3 separate regions of the Zea mays genome follow, and all the other regions are linked to region 1. A link is a contact called in public Hi-C data. All regions are on one chromosome and are shown on one strand. Each heading gives the region's core, a stretch centred on a gene start, on an enhancer-like site or on the middle of the called end of the contact. The rest is flanking DNA. Distances are from core to core; before and after follow the strand shown.

Evidence for each region. Hi-C and Micro-C count contacts between places; a contact is called where the count stands out from the background.
Region 2: a contact with region 1 is called in a Hi-C map of ear, with 2.1 times the contacts expected there. The contact joins two enhancer-like sites. A contact is called at or near these places in 5 of 25 Hi-C or Micro-C datasets (bundle sheath, ear, leaf and 1 more).
Region 3: a contact with region 1 is called in a Hi-C map of tassel, with 2.3 times the contacts expected there. The contact joins two enhancer-like sites. A contact is called at or near these places in 2 of 25 Hi-C or Micro-C datasets (ear and tassel).

Annotation. Positions count from the first base shown.
Region 1 is chr3:183,591,816-183,595,196 of Zm-B73-REFERENCE-NAM-5.0, forward strand. No RefSeq gene overlaps it. Among protein-coding and RNA genes, the nearest start is that of LOC100192816, 8.5 kb to the left of the region's middle. Within about 2 kb of position 1,981, at least 18 of the 20 cell types and tissues checked have an H3K27ac peak or open chromatin away from gene starts, as enhancers often do. A contact at or near this core is called in bundle sheath, ear, leaf and 1 more, where this site is marked.
Region 2 is chr3:183,755,349-183,758,651 of Zm-B73-REFERENCE-NAM-5.0, forward strand. No RefSeq gene overlaps it. Among protein-coding and RNA genes, the nearest start is that of LOC103651001, 6.0 kb to the left of the region's middle. Within about 2 kb of position 1,618, at least 18 of the 20 cell types and tissues checked have an H3K27ac peak or open chromatin away from gene starts, as enhancers often do. A contact at or near this core is called in bundle sheath, ear, leaf and 1 more, where this site is marked.
Region 3 is chr3:183,807,488-183,811,098 of Zm-B73-REFERENCE-NAM-5.0, forward strand. No RefSeq gene overlaps it. Among protein-coding and RNA genes, the nearest start is that of LOC103651003, 26 kb to the right of the region's middle. Within about 2 kb of position 1,399, at least 16 of the 20 cell types and tissues checked have an H3K27ac peak or open chromatin away from gene starts, as enhancers often do. A contact at or near this core is called in ear and tassel, where this site is marked.

The DNA of each region.
Region 1 (3,381 bases), core at 731-3,230:
TTAAATAAGGTGTTTTTGAGCTAAGTTTGAGCTTTAATTGGAATCTAAATGGGTTGTATCAAAAAATGAATAAATATGACTTAAACTAGCCGAACAAACTCTAGATATGTTTGTCTAAGTCATAGAAATGCTCTCAAAGACTGCCAAATGGAGACAAAGAAGATAAGCCCAAAAAGAACTTGAGTGAGCTGCTCTGCGGTGCACCGGACCTAGTCCAGTGTGCGCTAGAACAGTCTGGTGGGTCACCAGACCAGTTACTCAGAGAAGCATTTTCCCAGGCTTTGTGGAGTTGGTGCATCAGACCAGTCTAGTGGTGCACCGAACCACTTACGCAAAAACAATTGATTTGAAGAGCTGAAGACCCTGGCGCACTAGACCTAAATTAGGTGTGCACCAGACCTGTCAGGACTCAACGACTAGTTCCTAGCTCCAATGGCTAGATGACATGGCATCACACGTGGCGGGGTTTGGTTGTGCACCGGATTGGTGGTGCCGGTCCGGTGCCACCTGACATGGCAACCTTCCATTAGAACAACCATTGATTTTGCAATCTAACAGAGCTCCAATGGTGCACCTGACCTATATTGTGGGCGGTCGGGTGCACCTGAGGAAAGTGCGTATCTTGGAGATTGTCCTCAACGACTATTTGGGTGGTTAAGGGATATAAATACATCCCAATCAGCCCATTGAACACACTAGAGATGAGAATTAACTCCTACAAGCTAGAGCAACACTCCAAAGAGATCAAAAGCCTCTCAATTGCCAAATAGAGAGAATCGAGCAAGCGATAGCCATTCTAGAGCATTTTTGTGTTAGTGCCTTGTGTGAGTGTGATAGATAAGAGTGTGTTGTTGCGATCTTGTGCTCTTGTTCTCAGAGTTGTGAACTCCTATTGAATGGAAATGCTAGCAAGAGGCTCCGAGTTTGTGGAGTGCCTTGCGGAGACTTCGTCCTCTCGGCATGAGTTGGGCAAAAAGAGAGAACTCAAGTTTGATCTTCATAATCACTTGAAAGGTTGAAAGAGACTTGGTCCCTTGGGACGCCTCGACGGAGATGTAAGTTCGTTTGGAACTGAACTCCGGTAAATCAAATCGTCGTGTCTTTTTGTGTGTGTTTTGTTGCGATTTGTTTTTTCCTCTCCCTCTCCAAGTTCTCTTGTGTTGATCTTGATTCAAGTCACTTGTGTTGCTCCCTAAGTCATTTTTGCATTGATAAGAGCAACACGTGGAAGAAGAACTCCTCTTGTTGTTTCAATTACATTCTATCTTGCTCTAGCAACTAATTGGGAATTTGGGATCGAAGTTTTTGTTGTAATTGGTTAAATATCAGATTTCATCTATTTATCTTCTCTAGGATTGTGTCCTCCAAATTATATATATAGTCGTGCAGAATATTGTTTTATATTATAAATAATATTATTTATGGAATAAAGTTTAAAATAATAGATAAGATAAATAAAATATAATTAGTAGAGAGACGGATCGACCGAGCGCACAGCGAGGAACACAGACCGGACCGGAGCAGAGTGTCCGTGCTACTTGCCTCATGTGTCACGTCAGCACCGTTGGACAGGGCCTACTTCTCCCGCCAGGAATCATCATTCGCCCCTGCTCCCGTCTCGCAGTCCAGCTCCGCTTGCGATTCAGTGCCCAGATCGCACTGCTCTGATAGCACTGAGAGCCGGCGAATGGGCTGTCTCGTCCGGTCAGGACAAAAGCGTAAAAGCGCCTGAAATCTATAAAAAAAATAAAAAAATAAATGGCGGGTGCTATGCTACAGCGTGCCTGCTCCACATACTGATTCTACCACATGAGCATGACGACGGTGGCTGGTGTCCCTCGGCCGCTAACCACCTCGTTTTGTTTAGTCGCGCACTGCCTTTATTGCCACGCCTGTTGCGTCTGCTGATCATGGCGTGCCCTGTCCCATGTACACTACGCTACGCGCCTACGCAGCACAGACGCCTGTGTGTGTGCTGCCTCCAGCTACACGCCGAGGGCCAGAGCCAGGCTGCTCTGGCCGCAACATGCCGCGCGCAGGCAGTGGGGCTCCTGAAGGAGCCGCGCGCGCGCGGGGCCCTGGGAGCACTCGGGCTGGCACACGCAAGATTCATGCGAATCCAACGCGACGCCGGGCGGGCTGGCGAAGTGGGGGGGGGGGGGGGGGGGGGGGGGGGGGGGGGGCGTTGTTGCGCTGGGCGCCTTCCGTTGCACCGGCCGGATGCTTTGTGGTCGCTTTCTCTTTCACCACCCAGCCAACCCTCTTTTCCGGTTCCGGCGTCTTCTCCCTCCTCCTGGGAGCCGCCGGCTGTATGACACGACCACTTGCACTCGCGTTGCGCTGCGCTGGTACCGGTGCTGCTTTGCGTTGCGCCCCGCACCGGCGACTTTTGCTCGTGCCAGGTGAAAGCCCCCGCCCGTCCGGCGGCATTGCTAGTGCTGCTCCTTTCCGGTGGTCTTTACGCTGCCATTGGGCGCGGGTGAAAGCCGTGGCAAAGCGTCGGGACGCCCGCGGACGGAGCTTTTTGGGCGTCATGTCCGCGCGCGTTAGCCTTTACCCTCACACGCAAATGGACGATATAATTGAGGAAATAGAGGCGCAGGGCAGAGATTCCAGATTCCGAGCCCCTCCCGGACCACCAAGACAGTGCGTGTCGCCATACCCGCGAAACATTAATTAATAGCATCATAATTTTACTGAGCAACATTGTCATTTCCTTTTTACCTACTAGAGCGCACTAAGAGAGCTAGAGCGGCCTCCTTTTCTATATGTATGAGGAAGTGGTGCGTGTACCTGCACTCCAGCTTGGTATAGCGGCATCTTTAACAGGTGCAGCGAACTGTGAACTTCCACCATAGTTGACATGTTTCCCTTCTCTCCATGGTTGACTTGCGGGCACCTTAAATATATTGCGCTGATCTTCGCATCAAATGACGTCATATATACAAGAATTATTGAGCGGGGCAGGTACAAATGCTATGAAACTCGGTAGCTAGAGTGGAATCAGGGAATAGATTTAGCAACAACAACGGAGGAGGACGGGGCTGGGAAATGGCGCAGAACGCGGCTGACGAGTGACGGCCGTGGGATTTTCAGTTATTCAGACAGGTAATCTTGTTCTCGCCTACCTTTCCCTCTCTACCATCGTTGCCTATATTTGCGCAACAGATTACAGCATGGGCCTCACGCTACTTCTAACAACCGGCCCATCCAAGCCGCAGCCTACCTACCGCTAGGCCGAAGCCCACACGCCTAAGCTCGCTGTCCGGTCGTACCAGTCCGCAGTCCCCGCCACTTCAGATTCAGGCCTTTGGTAGAGCTTTGGCTTCTTAAAAAATAGTATTAGCTCTGTCTTTTCGATCAAATCAGCTTTTTCGGAGG
Region 2 (3,303 bases), core at 368-2,867, 160 kb after region 1:
GCCCCCGTGTTCACTGTGCTCGAGTTCAGAAGCCTGACTCCCGTCCCAAGCCCCGTTGCGTTCACCCGCAGAAGATGCTGCCTGCCGGGGGCTGGGGTCTGGGGAGGAGTAGGGCTGAATATCGAGCCAGCTCGGCTCGGCTCGTTCGAGCTCGAGCTGGCTCGTTAAGCTAACGAGCTGGCTCGACTCGGCTCGTTAAGGTAGCGAGCTACAGAGTCAGCTCGGCTCGACTCGTTTACGAGCTCGAGCTGGCTCGTTTAGCTCGCGAGCCAGAGCAGAAAAAAATAATATATGTATAATAATCAATTTCTAGTTAATTTCAAACTAATTTAAAACATAAACTAGTAATTATACTCATAGTTTCACAGACCATATCAATATAACACCAAATTAACACAACTCATCACTCATCAATTCACTATTCACACACATATTCAGCAGTTTAACCCACACTTATATTCGTATAGACCAATTTCATACATAGACATAATTCATCAATCATTAGTTTAACTTATAGGTTATAAACACCACACATACATATAACATATTCATCAATTGTTACGTAAATGATATGTATATAGTTTTGTTTTGCTGAAATGTGATAGCTCGTTTAGCTCACGAGCTGGCTCGTTAACAAACCGAGCTGGCTCGTTAACGAACCGAGCTAGGATGTCAGCTCAGATCACGAAAAAATTCAAACGAGCCGATCCGAGCCGAGCTGGCCACGAACCGAGCGAGCCGACGAGCCGCGAGCATTTTGTCCAGCCCTAGCGAGGAGAGCAACGCTGCATCGGCACGCAGCCGGTGCTCTGGTGGCGCCGACAGCGACGCGTCTCGCGGTCCAAATGGGCAGTATTATTATTAACTGCGCTATCGGAACTGATGATCGGCTCTCGGCTGGGCTCGCTGTCGCTGGTCGCTGCCCCAGCATGTTCGTCTGCTTGCGGCGTTACTCCTGAGTCCTGACAGACAGCGGGGGGGGATGGGCATACCCCGCCGGGGCAGGCCGTTTCTGGTGTCCCGCCCGCCCGAGCACAGGCAGCAGGGGCACATGTGAGGGGGGCAAACTGCCAGATGATTCATTCACCTACCTAGTGGAATGGATGCGACGTGTGATCCCGACGATTCTGCTGAAGCCTCAAGGAAAAAGGATTCGCAACATGTGGGCTGTGCAGTCCTGCGCCGTGATTCCGAGTATTGCCGCGTTTATTTTTGCGGAATTACGTTAGGTCAAGACATGTTTAGTCGTGCCATCATGTGGGTAAGTATAGATCACTGCGTTGATCAAGGGGAGCTCGGAGATCCTCGTCGCAGACGGAAACGGAGCGCTAAAGCAGTAATTACAGGGTACACATCTCATTTCCACTTCACCCACAAACAAACAAACATGAATCAACAGCGACAGAGAAAGTGCCCCCCCCCCCCCCCCCCCCCAAACAGTAGCTCATCATTTCATCCCATAATAATAGCGTTGGTGAGTGATGACATCGAACCGTGTCATTATCAAAGAGAAGAAGAAAAATGTCGCCATGCATGGACGGACGACCTCCGCACCTTCAATCATCATCGATCGGTAGCATTTCGTGGACTTGTACGTGGTCATTCATTACGGCCCAGCTATCTTTCAGTACTCTATTCAGCCCAACATACCAAACTGTTCGGCCTGATTCATGGCTTCGTGTCACCTTGTGGGGGGCTCCATATTTTCGGCGCATCCAAGCGCACAACTAGAGATGGCAATGGGTCCAGAACCCAACTATCCGATGGATTTTACTCGATATAAAGACAGATATGAGATGATTTCTCTACTCGTTGATATGTTAATGAGCAAGAACCTCTACCCATTGGATAGACAGGTACGAGTTGGACTGCCCATATCCGTCTACCCATAGATAAAATATACCAGTATCAATACCACTCTAACCATCTAATATAACCTACCTTAGTTAAAATAAAACTCTCTCTAGCTATTATTTACCTAGCTTCCAAGTTATGTAATCATATAATTTGTTATATGTGAAGTTGAACTTGTTTTTGTATATGTATTTAATATTTTGAGTGATTGGTATATTGAAATTTAAAACTTTCCTAGCGGGTACGGGTTACCCGACGAGTAAAATTACCTACGCGGGTACATGTATGGGTAAGATTTTATATCTGCGAGTATATATGGGTAACTCAACATGTATAATTTTTTTAATGTGTACAAATATGAAATAGTACTATCCGATGGTATGTACCTGGTGCCATCCTATGCACAACAAAGGATCCACTTCCTGCGGTAGAAAGCAAAAGAGAGACACATCGCAACGAAAATTTAACTATTTATCACCCTTACATATGACAACCATTTTCATTGTATCTATAACGGAATTGCCATTATTTTAAAAGATACCACATTTTTATCATTTTTGCTTAACATGGACTGATCCGAAAAATGTCCCTTATGTCCTTCTTTCCTCGCTGACCCAAGGCGCCAAGCTGACACCGATCCACCCGCACCGCACCGATCGTCCATGGCGCGGGGCAAGGGCAAGCTGCCCAAGAAGGTCTGGGAGCTCTCCGTCCTCTGCGACCCCCACATCGGACATCGGCACCACCAGGTACACCGTCCTTGTCGTCCAACATGTATGCGCTCTGCTCTGCTGGCCGATGATGATCGAGCTGCCGGTCCAACCGTCCAACTGCAGGACCATGGAGGAGCTGATCGAGAGGTACAAGGCTGCCAGCGGTGGAGAGAAAGCAACAGACGGCTGCGGCGACAACATAACGGTCAGTAGCAGTAGGCCAGTAGCTACCAGTTCCCTCCCAACTTGCCGACGGTCGGCATCATGTGCTGGTTCTCTTCTCGTGTCCAACCAGCATCGCAACACTGGAACATCCAATTCAGCAACTATATGATTTGAGATGTTATTGGACTGAATCTTACAATGCTTAGTACAAGTAGACAACCCTCTGTCCTCTGCTCTCTCTCTCTCTCCCTGCCTTTCTAAAAGCTTCCATCATGTCTGCCAGGACCCAAACCAAGAAACCACGGTGCTGCTACAGCAAATCAACCGGCCTGCTTCAGAAGGGACTGAGGTAAATTGTTACTCACAGCTTTACCTTGCAGTCTGTAGAAATTGCCTACAGGTGAGGTCAGTTTACTTTCTGAAGAACAAACTCTGCTGCCTCGGGCTCGAAACACGCATCATGTCACTCTAAAACTAAAATCATTCCACAGCAAACATGGAAAGGAAAAGGGGAAACGTTTGCAGTCCGCCATTAACTCTGACAAAAAAAGGATTCGTTCCAAAAACATAA
Region 3 (3,611 bases), core at 149-2,648, 220 kb after region 1:
GGCTGCAATGATCAGGCAAAGAATTCGGAAAGGTTTTGTCGATCGCGATCGCGTATGAATATGATGGTTCCGGTGTCAAAAAGCGGTCTCTGATCATCATAACCCCCGTCATCATGCGAGCGATTAGGCGCCTGCGCCTCCTCCAGATGCCAGCTCGTCTCGTCACCCCGCGGCGGCGGCGGCGCGCGTGCGCGGTGCGCCGCCGCGTACTCGTGTGTGCGGTGGGAGAGCATGCGTTCCTGCAGCGACCGGGCGCTGTACCAACTGACTGTACGCGACGGGCGGCGGCGGCATCTTCGACTTCGTAGCAAGCACTACGGCTACAGTCGCTACGCCGAGCCACACTACGGGGCAACGACACGGCATGTTCGGTTACACCAATCCAGAGGGGATTAAAGGGGATTAAATCTTCTTATAGTCATTTTTTACTAGAAGGGGATTTAATCCCCTCTAATCCCCCTCTGGATTTGTGTAACCGAACAAGCCCGGCTGGGCTGGAGAAAGGGAAAGAGGCGCGATTAAAGCTGCGGGGCCGTTGCTTTTCTCCGGCGCTTTTGATTTGATTCCCATGCAAATACTACCAAGTCCTCCTATCCCAGCTTTGAGGCCAGAAAAAAGAAGTTGTTTTTTCTTCTCTGTTTGGGCCCTTCTCCCTGCCATTCCTCGCGAGCTTCGAGGGAGGCTTTGCTGCTCGGTCCTGACGAGCCGTTGTTTTCAAAGACAGGCAGAGACAGGCGTAGGAGCAGTAGTAATTTTAATGACAGGCTTCTGGTGGATCGGGTTGAATGCTCATGTTCCCCTTCTCTCTCGCTGGCATTGGATTCTCGTTCCCTGCTCCAGGGATGCAGTCCCATGTCGACGAACAAAGGAATGCAGGCTCCCAGCTGGTCGATCACGATCCAGTGACTTGTGCTGTCCTGTGTGCAGTTGGGCGTTGGCTCACTGCTGCAGCAAGCAAGCATCGCCCGTTGGAGCAATCCTCCATCACCGAACGCAACGCTGGTTCTGCTATGTGGCGCATCAATCACGATTCACGCCAAAGCGTCGCTTTGTGATGCTTCCCCCCCCCCCCCCCCCCCACCCACCCTCCTCCTCCGTCTCCACGTCTAGGGATCGGCGCCGGGAGCATGGAAGTAAGCGCGCGTCTGAGCGCAAGCGGAAAAAGAACACCGATGCGATGCGGTGAGCTCTGAGAGCTTTGCCTTTACTCCATGCGATGCGAGCTAGTAGAGGACAAGTGAGGAGGAGGGCGCGGATCGCCCAAACCGATCGCCGAGCTCTAATTTTGGTAAAGCGCCCGCGCTTCGATCCTCTCTGCCGCTTTGCAGTGCAGGGCCGCGCCACAGGATCTCGAGGGGGATCGATCGGATCCGTCCACGCCCGCGCGCGGCGCCACCGTGCCCGTGCCCCCGTGGTCGAGCGAGCTCCGGGGACCGGGAAAGCCGAGCGAGGCGAATCGACTCGCACGTTACCGCAATCATGAACGGTGCGCTTTCTCGTGCTCGCTCGTCGTTCCGGCCCGTCCTCGCCCCGATGGATCAGCTGTTCTTTTCCCCCCCTCCTCTGGGCGTCTCAGCTCAGGCTCTCTGGCGGTCTGGCTGATGCCCGAGACCTTGGCAGCCGTGTGCCTTTCGCGGGAAATGGCGAGGGCGGAAAGGCGCTGTGGAAAATGTGGCGACGGGGGGATCAGGGATCAACAACCCTTTCTTGCTCGCCTAGTCGCCTTTGCCTTCCGTTTGAATGCGAGGCTAGTTCTGTAGGCAATCACGCCTCTTTTTACAACTGAGGTGACGGAACAACAGCGCTTTGCTGCATGACCAAACAAATTTCAAAAGGAGCCCTGTTATCGCGCTCTCAAGTGAACAGCCGGTCTAGTCTAGGGCAGGCTCGCCAATGTTGCGCACAGGTGCGAATAGCGATGAAAACGAACGGACGGAAAAACCTCTCTTGTTTATTATCGGAAACAGAATCGGCTCCGAAATAGTCGGGAACCAAAACGGGAGCGGGATAAACCGAATTGCGAAAACGAACGGAAACGAAAATATTAACGGAAACTCATAATTTAATACAAATAGAAATGATATTGATGTTTGACTAGTGATTGATTGACAGAACAATAACATAAAACAAATAGATATAGAGAGACATCATTCTATTGTTGTTTGGTTGTTAATAGTGTATATTTAGCTACATCTGATGTTGTTTAAGACTTTAAACCATTTGTCATTGAAAAGAACCGATGGTAACAATGGCCACTTGCGCTATAATTTGTCAAAAGACACGAAGCTTTAGTTTATATAATAATGTATATTAGATTCATCCCATATTTATCAAATACGGAATAAATACGGGTTTAATTCAGATAAAAACAGGATCCCGCAAAAAACGGACGAAATAAATCTTCTAACGTTTCCATCTCGTTTCCATATTTTTCCATAAATACGAAAACGATCGGGTCAAATATAGAAAACAATATGGATCTGAACGAGATTTTACCCGTCCTTTCTAAGCCTAGGGACGGAGAAAACCACGTTTGCCCCTTTTTGAAATTGACCCGTTTAACCCGGCGACAAAGACGTGATCAAGTACTACAGAATGAAGACGACAGGATGTGAAACGGCGTCGGCGTGCCTCGTGAGCTTGCCTGCAACGCCGGCGCCCGGTTTTGTTTGCTCATGCAGTAGCACCGGCCATTTTTTTTAAAAATCCTTCTGCCACAGGATACGTTTGGAACTATTGCGCTAATGACGAGCAGCTGTGATTTAGTTCTAGTCTATCCAAACATGTACGTGTATTAATAAACAGGCTAAACATATCTAGTTTCTCGCTAAAAACTAGGCGAATCTGATACGGACAATATAGGATAGAATATGTAATTAGCAAAAATCCGTCGTTATCCGCAAATTCTATGTGGATTATCCGATGTTTAAAATAGATAATCCGATATTCTCCTCCTTATACTAAAAACCAATGATGATTCAAATATTTAGAGAAAAAATATGTTAGATGAGAACTCGTATTAGGTAATATGGTTGTTTTATGTACTTATCGGACAATAATTAATCATTTGAGAATGGCATCTTGTTCAGTGTTAATTGTGAGCAACCATATATACACTGCAATGTAAGATTATTGTCTACTACAAGACAATCTTATAGTTATTTACGTCACATATTACTTGACTATTTAAGTCCATATTCAATCCGCTTCTGCTGTCTCTACGCCATTTCCACATCTAAAATTTGCATTCGCATCCATATTTATGTATTATCCGCCCCCACTTGAATTAGGATATGGTGTTAGCAAACAATATTGTTAGAAAATAAAATATACATAAAGATTTACGTGGAAAAATCTCCTCCAATATGGACGAGAAACAACAACGAGGAAACAGATCCACTATCAAACGCAGATTACAAGTTACACGGAGGGCCTATATTTATACGCATACAGGAAAATATATTCTAAGACATATTCCAAATATATAAAAGAAATTAGAGGCATATTCCAACAAATCTCCCCTTGACTCTAAATCCATAGAACTGTTTCCCAAACACCACTACGATGCTAAATTTGAATATCAACCAATTCTAAGAAATGATTAGACTTGG